Regions from separate parts of the Mus musculus genome. Here regions 1, 3 and 4 are each linked to region 2. Evidence: chromatin contacts called from public Hi-C, HiCAR-type and promoter capture Hi-C data. All regions are on one chromosome and are shown on one strand. Each heading gives the region's core, a stretch centred on a gene start, on an enhancer-like site or on the middle of the called end of the contact. The rest is flanking DNA. Distances are from core to core; before and after follow the strand shown.

The links. Promoter capture Hi-C pulls out the DNA fragments that hold promoters and counts their contacts. A called contact is a pair of places that touch in the nucleus more often than the background predicts. HiCAR-type assays count read pairs that join an accessible place to other places.
Region 1: a Hi-C map of muscle stem cells shows a contact between it and region 2, with 2.8 times the contacts expected there. The contact joins the enhancer-like site here to the promoter of Pcdh18 in region 2. A contact is called at or near these places in 5 of 39 promoter capture datasets (cancer-associated fibroblasts, cranial neural crest, embryonic stem cells and 2 more), 1 of 15 datasets of contacts at CTCF or cohesin (the NIH/3T3 cell line), 3 of 484 Hi-C or Micro-C datasets (muscle stem cells, palatal mesenchyme and uterus), 3 of 115 datasets of contacts at active chromatin or transcription factors (craniofacial prominence, embryonic limb bud and forebrain) and 1 of 9 other capture datasets (adipose tissue).
Region 3: a contact with region 2 is called in a promoter capture Hi-C map of the 3T3-L1 cell line, with 6 times the contacts expected there. The contact joins the enhancer-like site here to the promoter of Pcdh18 in region 2. A contact is called at or near these places in 8 of 39 promoter capture datasets (the 3T3-L1 cell line, cranial neural crest, embryonic stem cells and 4 more), 1 of 15 datasets of contacts at CTCF or cohesin (the NIH/3T3 cell line), 1 of 484 Hi-C or Micro-C datasets (myocytes), 7 of 115 datasets of contacts at active chromatin or transcription factors (SST interneurons, craniofacial prominence, embryonic forebrain and 4 more) and 1 of 9 other capture datasets (adipose tissue).
Region 4: a HiCAR-type map of fibro-adipogenic progenitors shows a contact between it and region 2, with 2.5 times the contacts expected there. The contact joins the enhancer-like site here to the promoter of Pcdh18 in region 2. A contact is called at or near these places in 1 of 39 promoter capture datasets (the C10 cell line), 1 of 15 datasets of contacts at CTCF or cohesin (the NIH/3T3 cell line), 6 of 484 Hi-C or Micro-C datasets (the STO cell line, cerebral cortex and uterus), 3 of 115 datasets of contacts at active chromatin or transcription factors (embryonic limb bud, fibro-adipogenic progenitors and heart atrium) and 1 of 9 other capture datasets (adipose tissue).

The regions. Positions count from the first base shown.
Region 1 is chr3:50,103,850-50,106,884 of GRCm38.p6, forward strand. No RefSeq gene overlaps it. Among named protein-coding and RNA genes, the nearest start is that of Gm40042, 79 kb to the left of the region's middle. Within about 2 kb of position 1,547, at least 17 of the 459 cell types and tissues checked have an H3K27ac peak or open chromatin away from gene starts, as enhancers often do. A contact at or near this core is called in adipose tissue, cancer-associated fibroblasts and muscle stem cells, where this site is marked.
Region 2 is chr3:49,755,507-49,758,729 of GRCm38.p6, forward strand. It overlaps Pcdh18 (protocadherin 18), which reads right to left and starts at 1,810. Exons shown (of 4, transcript NM_130448.3): 1 at 1-1,810. The coding sequence starts at 1,358.
Region 3 is chr3:50,031,856-50,035,048 of GRCm38.p6, forward strand. No RefSeq gene overlaps it. Among named protein-coding and RNA genes, the nearest start is that of Gm40042, 7.2 kb to the left of the region's middle. Within about 2 kb of position 1,681, at least 33 of the 459 cell types and tissues checked have an H3K27ac peak or open chromatin away from gene starts, as enhancers often do. A contact at or near this core is called in the NIH/3T3 cell line, where this site is marked.
Region 4 is chr3:49,484,006-49,487,147 of GRCm38.p6, forward strand. No RefSeq gene overlaps it. Among named protein-coding and RNA genes, the nearest start is that of Gm22480, 5.8 kb to the right of the region's middle. Within about 2 kb of position 1,411, at least 33 of the 459 cell types and tissues checked have an H3K27ac peak or open chromatin away from gene starts, as enhancers often do. A contact at or near this core is called in the STO cell line, adipose tissue, fibro-adipogenic progenitors and 1 more, where this site is marked.

The DNA of each region.
Region 1 (3,035 bases), core at 297-2,796, 350 kb after region 2:
ACTAAGAAAGTGAAAGATCTGTATGATAAGAACTTCAAGTCTCTGAAGAAAGAAATTAAAGAAGATCTCAGAAGATGGAAAGATCTCCCAGGCTCATGGATTGGCAGGATTAATATAATAAAAATGGCTATCTTGCCAAAAGCAATCTACAGATTCAATGCAATCCCCATCAAAATTCCAACTCAATTCTTCAATGAATTAGAAAGGGCAATCGGCAGATTCATCTGGAATAACAAAAAACCTAGGATAGCAAAAACTCTTCTCAAGGATAAAAGAACCTCTGGTGGAATCACCATGCCTGACCTAAAGCTGTACTACAGAGCAATTGTGATAAAAACTGCATGGTACTGGTATAGAGACAGACAAGTAGACCAATGGAGTAGAATTGAAGACCCAGAAATGAACCCACACACCTATGGTCACTTGATCTTTGACAAGGAAGCTAAAACCATCCAGTGGAGAAAAGACAGCATTTTCAACAAATGGTGCTGGCACAACTGGAGGTTATCATGTAGAAGAATGCAAATTATCTCCTTGTACTAAGGTCAAATCTAAGTGGATCAAGGAACTCCACATAAAACCAGAGACACTGAAACTTATAGAGGAGAAAGTGGGGAAAAGCCTCGAAGATATGGGCACAGGGGAAAAATTCCTGAATAGAACAGCAATGGCTTGTGCTGTAAGAATGAGAATTGACAAATGGGACCTCATAAAATTGCAAAGCTTCTGCAAGGCAAAAGACACTGTCAATAAGACATTATCAACTTTTAATGATCAGAGTCCCAATTGTCATTAGGCCCAAGAGAAATCTTCAAGCCAAAGCTGCTGCGGTTACTATTCAATTTCTGGCATAATACAAAATTTATATTTTATTTATTTGTAGTTTTATTTTTATGTCTAATCTTCATATTATTTTGTTCTTTGGTCATACAATACCACAGTGGTCCTGTATGAGCTAGCTAGCCTTCCTAAGAAAGGGCAATCCCGATACCTTGTTCTTTTATTATTTATTCAGGCAGGTTTCCTTTTTCTTTTTTCCTTTTTCTTTTTATTAGATATTTTCTTCATTTATATTTCAAATGCTATCCTGAAAGTCCCCTATAGCCCCCACCCACCCACCCTGCTCCTCAACCCATCCACTCCTGCTTCCTGGCCCTGGCATTCCCCTGAACTGGGGCATATAATCTTACAAGACCAAGGGTCTCTCCTCCCAATGATGGCCGACTAGGCCATCTTCTCAGGCAGGTTTTCTACATTAGTATAAGTAAGCCTCTGTATAGGGGCAGAGGTAACTCCAGCCAATCTAAGTTTGTTGCTGTATCTTTTTCTCAAAGGGCATACCATATATAGCCCCCAATTTTATAAGCCATGTAATCATCTGAGCACACAGGAGGAAGAGGCTTGTTGTCTGATCTGCTGCTCACTCCTCTAGCCCACCAAATCCTGCTTACCTTTTGAAGTTAACTTTCTTCTAATTGTCTGGTTCCTGAATAAGTGCAGGAGCAGATGTTCCAAGACAGTATTTTGGAGCTGGCGTCTCATAAGACCTCTCCCATTTTCATGTGAGTCAGAATCTCCAGGGCACAAGGAAGACCTTCAAGTACAGCCAGATAAGGGTATCTCTGTAAAAGTTGGAGGGATAACAGGCTCAGGACTTTCTTGGGGCAGCTTAGAAGCAGTACTTCTGAGAGAAGACATGCATTTCCCATCAGTCTAATATCGTCACGTTTTACAAATATTAAAAGCTCCCTACGCATGAAACACTTGGAGAGAAAGACCAAAAGTGAAAGGTTATACAATGGTGACGCATCGTGTGGCTCGGCTTTGTTGGATCTTTGTCAAGCAGCTGTTCTGGCTTCATGACTGTTGTTGCTCCCATTAGATATGGCCACTCCAGTGTGCCAGCTTACTAAAATCAATCTACTGTTGCTTCAGTTTGAATCTGCCAGTGCCTGAAAAATACAAAAGTGGATGCTCATAGCCATCCATTGGACAAAGCACAGGGTCCACAATGAAGGAGATAGAGAAAGTACCCAGGGAGCTGAAGGGGTTTGCAGCCCCATAGGAGGAACAACAATATAAACTAATCAGTACCCCGAGAATTCCCTGGGACCAAACCACCAATCAAAGAAAACACATGCTGGAACTCATGGCTCTAGCTGCATATGTAGCAGAGGATGCGTTAGTCAGTCATCAGTGGAAGGAGAGGCCCTTGGTTCTGCGAAGACTCTATGCCCCAGTATAAGGGAATGCCAGGGCCAGGAAGCGGGAGTAGGTGGGTTGGGAGGAGGATGAAAGGGAAGGGGGTAAGAGATTTTCGGAGGGGAAACTAAGAAAGGAGATAGCATTTGAAATGTAAATAAAGAAAATATCTAATAAAAAAAGAAATTAAGAAAAAATCCCTGAAATGATAGTAATTAAGTGATCCTTTACCAGCATGCATATGCAGGCTAAAAGAAAGGGGAAAAAAAAAAAAGAAAAACGAAAGAAAAAATTTAAATATTTCTAAATCTCAATCCATGACTCTTCTTCTTTTTAATCCAGTTTTGTAATACTTCAATACCTTATTATACTTACTCTAGAGTGTGACCTGTTGGTTAACTAAAAAGAAAACACTTTTGTAATAGTCTAATTACTGGGGTCAATTACATACTTTCTCTATAAGAAAATATTCTTTATCAATAAAAAATAAGTCTCATATTTACCATTTTTCAGATTTCAATATATGGCTAAAAGTTTCTTTAAAATGAATTCTGTCCATCTGTAGTTTTAAGAAAAACATCTGGTAGTATTTGTTTCCAAGCACATGACTATGCCAAGCAGACTATCAGCAAACGACTTGGTAAATGTAAAGTTGGTTTATTTGTCGAAGTCATGGGCAGCTACACTGCCTACAGCTGCCATGACCAAAGAGAGAGAAGATAATCCTGTCTTCAATGAACCACATCAGTTACACCCAATCAAAGTCTACTTCCAGTTTGCACGTAAGTTCTTCTCTAAATAGGGGCTACTCTTAGCCAAGCCTGAGGGCACAA
Region 2 (3,223 bases), core at 560-3,059:
ACAGTAAAATGTCTCACTGAGGAGAGGCTTGGTGTTCCCTTGTCCTCAGCAATCACAGTCAAACTATACTCAGATCTCTTTTCTCTATCCAGAGTGGCATTGGTCAAGATCAAGTAGTTATTTTCATATGTCTTCTGAAGTTTAAAATGTCCATGCCCATGAAGCTTACAGATTATTTCCCCATTCAGCCCAGAATCCTTGTCTTGAACCCTGACGATAGCAACGAATGTATCAATGGGATCCCCTTCAAAGACATAAGATACTTCTTCTTTTCCAGGGGACATGAGATTTATGCTAATTTCAGGTTTATTGTCATTGACATCCACAACCTTAATTATAATTTTGCAATGAGCAGGAATGGAATTGGGACCCAAATCTTGGGCTTGAACGTCTATCTCATAGGACTTGGTGATTTCATAATCCACTGGCTTGAAAAGAGTCAAGTGGCCTTTTTCTGAGTCGATCTTAAAAGTCTCTATAATTTTGGGAGACACATGACTGCTGAAAGAATACACAATTCTCCCATTAGCGCCCTCATCTGGATCGGTGGCATTTAGATCAAGGAGCAAGGTTCCAACTGGGGAGTTTTCTAAGAGTTGTATTGTGTAAGAAGGCTGCTCAAAGGCCGGGCTGTTGTCGTTGGAATCCGAAATGCTGATTTTCAGGATGGAGGAGCCAGACCTCTGAGGCACTCCCATGTCGGAGGCGGTGAGCTGAAGCTCGTAGCTAGCCTTCAGCTCCCGATCCAACTCTTTCACCACTATGAGTTCAGCGTACTTGGCCCCGTCTGTCCTGGTTCGCACTTCGATATTAAAATAATCATTAGCAGAGAGCGAGTAGGTGTGGAGGGAATTTTCCCCAACATCTGGGTCGAACGCACTGTCCAGGGGGATACGAGTCCCAACTGCTGCGCTCTCCGATATCTCAATGGGAATGACGGGTCTCGAGAATTGGGGGGAATTGTCATTAATGTCCAGCACGTCCACTTCAATGTGGAACAGCTGCAGATGCTCGGTCGGCAGAGTGAGCACATCAAACTCTATCGAACAGTTCAAGTTTTTTTGGCATAGTTGCTCGCGGTCAATTTTAGCCCCTATGCTGATTTCTCCGGTATTCTCATTTACGACCAGGAGAGGAGAATTCCCCCGTGGCATGGCTCGAAAACGAACAGCAGAAGGATTTGGTAGCTTCAATAAAACATCAGCCACATCTTCTGATAGTCTAGCAATTACCGATCCGACCCTCTGCTCCTCATAAATCCTGTATTTCAGATTCTTAGCCAGGACATCGTGGCTGAAAAACGCCATCAGAAGTGCAAGTGCAAATCTAAAGTGCATTTTAGTATTCATTTGGTGCATTGGTCAGTTGCTAGATTCCCTTCTCAGGGCGAGTTAGAAGAGCCCAGCAATCCCTTCAACTTCCTCCCAGCCACTCAGAGCTCTAAGCCACATCGGGTCTCAGAGTCTTGAAAGCGACTCTTAATCACACAGCAATTAAACAGCTCGCAAACTTCAGTTTTCATACACACCGTTTGGCGACTTCCAGATAGGAGCGTGAAGTCCCTTCCTGGTAGGGGTGGCCGCTGGTCCTCCTGGCTGGGAGCAGCGTGTCACCTCGGCCTGGCTCCCCGCGTGGACTCCGTCCCCATCTATTGCAGGGTGCTGGCGGAGTCTGCAGTCTGTGTTTCCCGGGCGATTCTTGATTTTCCCCCCTTTCCTTTTCTCTGCTCCGCTGCAGACTAAACACCGGTGATTGCTGACTCCAGTCTGAAAATCTCTACAACTTCACTTCAACTCAGACAAAGCTCTTTGCCTGGCGTGTGTTGAATCGCTTCCAGCCAATCAGCGAGCTTCCAAATCCGAAGCTGCTGGAGTCACCGGAGCGAGGGAGGGCGCGCGTGGAGGGTGGGAGCGGGAGGGTGGCGGGCGCGGGTTGGGGACCCGCTAGGGGCGCGGGAGCGCGGCCGGGGGTGGGGTTCAGCCCTCCCGCCCCTCCTCCATCTCCATCCACTTTCTCCAAGCGTGCCGCGACAAAGGGGAGACAAATTACAGCAGGAGAGCGGTGTGGGGGTGGGGAGACCGGGAGGGAAGGAAAAAGAAAGGAAGAAAAAAACTTTAAATCAACTTCTGGTCGCCTGTATTTATATATGGCACATTAAATAGTTCTTGTTTTCTTAATTGATCTTTTCTTCTGCTACAAACATGTAATCATCTTGCTTTTTTCAGGGTTCCTTAACTGCTGGTTTCACTTAAAATACCTCCAAGTGAATTTTGTCGGTGGAGGAATTTAATAAAATGGGGAAACTTGCTTCTAATTATGCACACACCCCCTCCCCCTCGGCGGGTCTTTTCTCCTCCAAGGAGCAGCAAGCCGATTTTCTTGGAGCTCTGTTTTAAAGAACAGCCCAAGTGGAGAGGTTTCATTTTCTGCTTTCTTTCATCTTTACTCTTTGAAGATAAGAAAGGGGCCTATCTTGCACTCCCGATTTCTCTTAATTAGCAAGATTTAAAGGAACACCTCAGAGTTTGGAACTAATTAGCAAAAAAATTCTACCTTATTTCAGCCCTTTCTTTAGCTTGAGCAAAATTGTTCCATATATATATATATATATATATATATATATATAGCCTTGCACTTAAAAAAATCCTATTTATTTTGGGCAAAATTGATAGCTTGGGTAAAATTGGTAGCCTTCGCCTAGCGAATTCTTCCAATAGAGTACTATCTACCCATAGTGAGTTTTCACAATGAGTTCTGAGGAGACATGGACTCAATAGTTTACAAGTCAAATTTTTATAATACATACATTATTTATGAAAACAGTTTCCAGATATGTATTTTAAAAACCCAAAGGTTGTTTACACTGAGAAATAAAATGCCTGAGCTGAAAATTGCATTTTGTGTGCATCAGAGTGCTGGAAATATCTCAGGAGGTTGGTGCTGTATCCAGGTCACGGGGTTGATATGGTATTCTTATTGGGAAATATGATTATTTATGATGCTCCTTCTGCTCTGCGGCTCCTTTTAAGTTTATCACTCTGGCTCCATTCTTGCTCACCCTCCCCACCCCCCCTTTGCATTATCCCTCAGCTGTCTTCAGCTACTTGCAAATTCTGTGCTTCACAGAATCTCCATGTAACTTATTTGACATTTATTTTTCTCCTATTTTGCCCCCCAGAAACACATTTTTTTAAAAAGTAATTTTCTGATTTTTCCACTTTGC
Region 3 (3,193 bases), core at 431-2,930, 280 kb after region 2:
CACAATTTATTCCATGATAATTAACTAATGATATGGGGGCAGGACATTCATCAGCAAGCTACAGATCAGAAGTCGGTACTGAAGAAGTACATCTGAGACTCCGCCTCACAAGGACAGAGAAGTTAATGTAATGATGTGACCTTATGAGGAGTTTAAATAGCCAAATATTAAAAAGGAAACCAAGGAAAGAGAAAATGGGAAAATATTACATAAAAATTTAAAAATAAAAGTAGCAAATTGTTAAAGAAAACTGTCCTCTATCAAGGGATGCTTGTGTGAGATTTCAAAACAGCTAGGGCAGAATATGGTATTTTAAACTACTCAGAGAAGGAGGCATATACCAGTGGTTAGGAAGTAAAATATCTTTGCAATTTTCACAGAAGATTGGAACAGTAAATTCTCAATGAAAATGCATTTCCAAAGTCAAACTATTTTATCTACTTGATCTTAAAATGACAAGCAAACAGTCTATACATTTATATATAACATGTCTGTACTGAGAAATACACCAGAATGTGTGACATTTCAAGGAAAATTAAACCAAGAAAGGTTAAGGCAGAAGAGAGTAGAAGTCAGACATGCAACAATAGAAGAGAGGAAAGGCAGTGGTGGGGATTCCAGGACAGTTGCTGTGCCTGGGATAGATGCATATTATCTCAGGTTACAGGAGTTTGCAAAGTGCAGAAATATGAACAAGAATGTTAACATTATGTTCATGTTATTTAATGCAGGAAATCATATGGCTGCAAATAAAAGACAGTGACCCTTAAAATTTATTACAAGCCACATAGCACTAGAAGTGGGCAGATATCTACCCTCTAAGCTATTTTGTTGGTATCCCTGTCAAAATCCTCCAGATAATACTTAGCATACGATTCATTTGGACTGCTTCCACTCCATCAGGCCATCCCTAATGGCCATATGCTTATACTCTATACTACCCCATGGGAACTCCTTCCTCCTCCTGGCTTTCTCTTCTGGTCCCTACTTGAGACCCTCAGCCCTGGAACCCTTGCCCTGCCTACGTCTCTTCTGCCCAGCTATAGGCTGGCAGCCACTTTTATTCATCCATCAGGGATAATTGGGGGCAAGGGTTATGCATCAAAGGTTAGTGCACTTGAGAATCTGCTCATCTTGGAGAAATCAGTTCTTGGAATGCAGAATTTATCATTTGCGTACATAGCAACAGACCAAACCCTAACACAGAAAAGTCTTTAAAACAAGATGAGAGGCAAAGGTCAGTCCAAGAGGAGACCACCTGGGCAATTGCATGCATACATTTGCAGAGTATACAGAAAAAAATGACCGTTCCAAACCTGATGAGAGAGGGGAATCGAATGCATGCCACTAAGTGGATAGTGAGAGAACAGGCCAGAAATGGACTCTAATGCCTTCTGCTGAGTATTGAGAAGTAGCAACAGTATGGCCATGCCATTATCGGAGCCCAGCTTGACATTCTGCAGCCATCTTCATCAGACTACTCATTTGACTGCAACAATGTCGTGGCTACATCCAAAGCTTTAGAGGAAAAGCAAAATCTTTAAGGCAGTTAAATATGCACTTTGGCTTTTAATGCTTTAGCTGGTTTCACTTTTTCTTTACCATAGTACCGAGCACGTTGCTAGTTTTTGGAGAAGGGCCAGGGACATTCTGGTTAGTCACTGTCTTCTACCATCAAGCTTAGCTTAAGAACCACTTCCTCCTGCCTTGTGGTCTAAGGACATTCCCCTCTCATTACCCATCCCAAGACATATGTCTGTATTTAAATCCACTAATGAATTACACTTTGTGCAATTCAGGATCTGACTGCTTTTGTTTAAGTGCTTTAGAAATCTTCACCACAGACTTTCATATACCAGGACTGGATTTTCCCAAAACAACCACTATGGAATGCAACTTAAATACTGAAATAGTCACCTTCAAGAAGGTGGTCACCTAATGGAAAGATGAAAAGTACTGCAGAAAACAATGGAATATTGACTTTTAAAAGTAGCTTATATTAAATATTTAGTAGTTATAAATGTGGTGAGTTATAAAATACAACCCACTTCCCAGATAAAGAGATAAAATAATAAAGCAATAAAAGTCTGCACTCGTTCTAATAGAATGATTCAATACTTTGAGTCTTAAAACAACTTCCTGACCTTAATTAGAAATTTATATTTTATCCTAATTCACGTTCAATTAGAAGGTTGGTGTGCTCATTTATAAACATGGGCAAAATGGTCCACTTTTTGGCATAGGCCATAAAAGATACCTTAATAGATATACATTCTTAAAAAAAAAAAAAAAGGCTGAGCCTCATGTTCGAATGTTCGAATGTTGTCCCACCCATTCGGGCTTCCTCAGCTCCCGTCAGAAGTGTTAAGGATCATGTGTGCTTCTCTTGGGTGTCTGGGGAGGGGCAAGTGCGTGTGCAGACCACTTACTCATGTGGTATTGAGTTCTACATGCTTTTATATACTTGTTTAAGGAAAATGATAAAGAAAAGGAGTGACAAGGCCATGAAGGAAAAAGAAAAAAGGAAAAGGGGGCGGGTGAGAAAAGGAGATAGGACATCTGATATGTGGAAAGTAATGGGGAGAGATTTATAACTATAAAGGATTAGTAAAAAATCAGTAAGAGAAAACAAAGAAAAGATGTGCAAATTACTAACCTAAAGAAAATCAGTAATTAAGAAAAGAAATATAATTATGAAATACCATTTGGCATGGATGAGTCGAGATTTATACTATGATGATATCAGTAAAAACCACAGTTAGACATATTTCTTATTCATCAACCTAAGAATTATGAGGTATTTAAGGGAATTGTGAATTATACGTATAAAATACGGATTTTCATGTGGCATAAGAGAAGTGGCTCTGCCTAAAATAAAGAACAGAGTAGTTAATGCACTAATATGTTTGGAAGACAAATGTTAAGGTTTGAAGAAGTTTAAAATGGCCATTTCCAGAAGGTAGGTGATAGCACAAAGAAGTTACCATGGGAAATGGGAGGACAGACCATAACCCTGCATATTTATTTCAGTTTCCAAACTATATGCACATGTAATTATATATACATATACATATACATATACATATACATATACATATACATATACATATACATATACATATACATATACATATACATACACATACACATACACATACACATACACATACACATTCACATACACATACACATA
Region 4 (3,142 bases), core at 161-2,660, 270 kb before region 2:
CCCTTCAGAATGGCTAAGATAAAAATCTCAAGTGACAGCAGATGCTGTTGAGGATGCTGAGAAAGGGGAACACTCTTCCATTGCTGGTGAGGTTGCAAACTTGTTCAGCTACTCTGGAAATCAATCTGGTGGTTTATCAGAAAGTTGGAAATAGTTCTACCTGAAGACCCACCTATACTGCTCCTAGGCACACACCCAAAGATGCTCCACCATATCTCAAGGGCAGGTGCTCTACTATGTTTATAGCGGCTATATTAATATCCAGAGGTTGGAAGCACCCCAAATGCCCCTCAACTGAAGAATGGACAAAAAAAAAAATGTGCTTTGTTTACACAACGGAATAGTATTCAGCTAAGAGAAGTAAGGGCGTAATGTATTTTGCAGGCAAATGTATGGAACTAGATAATATCATCCTGAGTTTGGTATCAGAGACCTAAATGCTATGCATTTTATGTAATCACTGGTAAGTGGATATTTGACATAAAGTACATGATACCATGCTACACTCAGCATACCCAACAAAGCTAAACAAGAAGGAAGGCCCACGTGAAGATAATTGAATCTCACTTAGAAGGGGGAATAAAATAGCCAGAGTTGCAGAGGGATGGAGGGACTAGGTGGGAGGGGACAGGAGAGGGGAATGAAGGGGTATGACAAGAATCCCTAGGGCAGATGCTGATGGTTCTCCACTTCTGATATTCATGACTGTCTGAAATCATTTCCTTGTGTGCATGTGGGACATGAAGTAGACACCTCCCCAATTCCCATGCTCATGAAAACAAATAAATATGGTCATGGCAATTGTTGCCAATCCTGGGATTAGGCCATCTCAGAAAAGAGATGATTTCAACAGAGTAGAAATGGAGTCTCCCATCCTGGATTAGAGAAGTTTGTCAGCTTCAGGAAAAGAATGTGGCAGAATCCTATAGAAGTTCTGTAGGAGCAGAAAGTATATTCTATGCCCAGTACTCAACAGTAACCTTAGGAGACCCTGAATAAAGATCCAGCTAACTCATGTTCATAAAACAGACACTGGATTAATTTGGTAAAATTGTGGTGATAAGTTTGTTGTACAGAGATCAGAAATTCGCTCAGTGCCTAGGATTTGGCTCTGTGAATTTATCCATCCCAAATGCTTGGTGCTTCCTGGAAGCCTGCGTTCCTGGGACAGCTGTGAATGATCCTCAGCTGTGACGGACCACTGCATCACACAGGCTTCCTGACACTGAAAGATGCGTGAAGTCCATCCATTCTTCACTTGCTTCTTCAGTTGTCGTTTTGTTTTTTGAATGGGAAAATTAACTCAGAAAATCTGAAAGTATTTTGTAGAGCTTTCATGGACTGTGGAAAATAAATAGTGTAGATGACTCTAGAGGGGCTGACTCAGCAACAGATGGTTACACTTAACCGCTTGCTTTTGTCAACACACACTCACCGAGGATTAAGCAACCGGTTTAGTTACTGGCGCTTTACACATATTATTGTTTCAAAATGTTTTTCAGTTCAAGTCAGGAAAAACTAAGATATTTCAAGGTGTTGGAGAGACATACTATAGGGCTTATTTTCTTAACTTGGCGCAGGTTTGGGCAGTACAATAGAAGTGGAAATACTTATACTCAAAGGATCGGATATGAAAAGTAGGTCAATGTTAAGAGGAATATTTCAAATGGCGCTTGCTTTGTGAATGAATAAACTTAACATTTCTATGAAAACCATGATCTAATCACAAACTCTGGCTGAGAATCTAAGCACTTCTTCCAGAACACACACAATAAAGAGATGGGATTACAAATATCTTAGCCAAGTTTTCATTGAAAACAATCATGTTTTCTGGTCATGGAATACAAAATATTTTAACTAATATGAAAAACGACATTGGTATTGATAGTACAATAGTTGTCAGATGTTGTCTAAGTTGAGTTCATAGCTATGCTCTGTAGGAGGGTTCTCCAGGCAAATAAACAGTGATATACATCCACCTTTTTCTGTTATTTCAATATTTGTGTTAGATGAAAATTTGCTCCTATGTATTAGACCCACATAAACCTCAGGCTAACAAGGAAACACCCAACAGGCCTGAGGGTAGGCAGAAAAGTTACAGGGACCATACATTAAGGACAAGATACAGCATTTCCATGGTAAAATTGCCTTTGTTCCAAACCCTTCAATAAGTGGGTTTACAGTTACCCACATTACTTAGGTTTATACGTTATATGTAAAATCCAGTAACTGGATGGCACACACAATAAAATACCTTCACTACAAACACTAGGTTAGTGTATATGATTCTTCTGTTTATTTGTGAACTCACTGCAGTCAAGAATCTCCTGAAAAGGCTGTCACAATGGGGGATTGTCTAGATCAGACTGACCTGTGGGCACATCTGTAGAGGATTGTCATTGTCTAGACCAGTGGTTCTCAACCTTCTTAAGTCTGTGATCCTTTAATATACTTCCTTTTGTTGTGGTGATGCCCAGCCATAAAATTATTTTCATTGCTATTTCATGACTGTACTTTTGCTACTAGTGTGAATTATAAAATAGATATCTAATGTGCAGGGTATCAGAGATGCGACCCATGTTAAAGGGTCTTTTGACTTCTAAAGTGATGCTGACCGTCAGGTTGAAAACTGACATGGAAGGATGGAGACTGAAAGTGAGTGCCATTATTCTGGTACTTGGACTGTGTCAGGGTAGAGAATGCTAGCTGAACACTAATCATGCATACATTTGTTCTCAATCTGCTCTTGACAAAGAATGAGAGATGACTGAGTGTCTTAAGCCCTTGCTTCTCTGACCTCCACACAGCGATAGATTATAACCTGGAAGTTAAGATAAAGTTGCCCAAGCAAGATATGAATTTGTTACTGTTTCCTGGAAAGTTGACTTTAATAGATAAGAATTGTATATGTTGACTTATATACATGAATAGATTATCCTTACTTTTTATTAAACAGAAGGTTCTAAAACAGATATATTTATACATATGTTCTGAAATAGTTATATTGCTATACTATGCATTCAGTATAATATTAAAGGTATAAAACTTTTCATTTCCAAAAACGTTGTCAGTCTCTACAAAATCATTCAGTCTTAGACCCCGTCATTATGTGTTGAATGACAAATTACTGTAATGTGAAAAC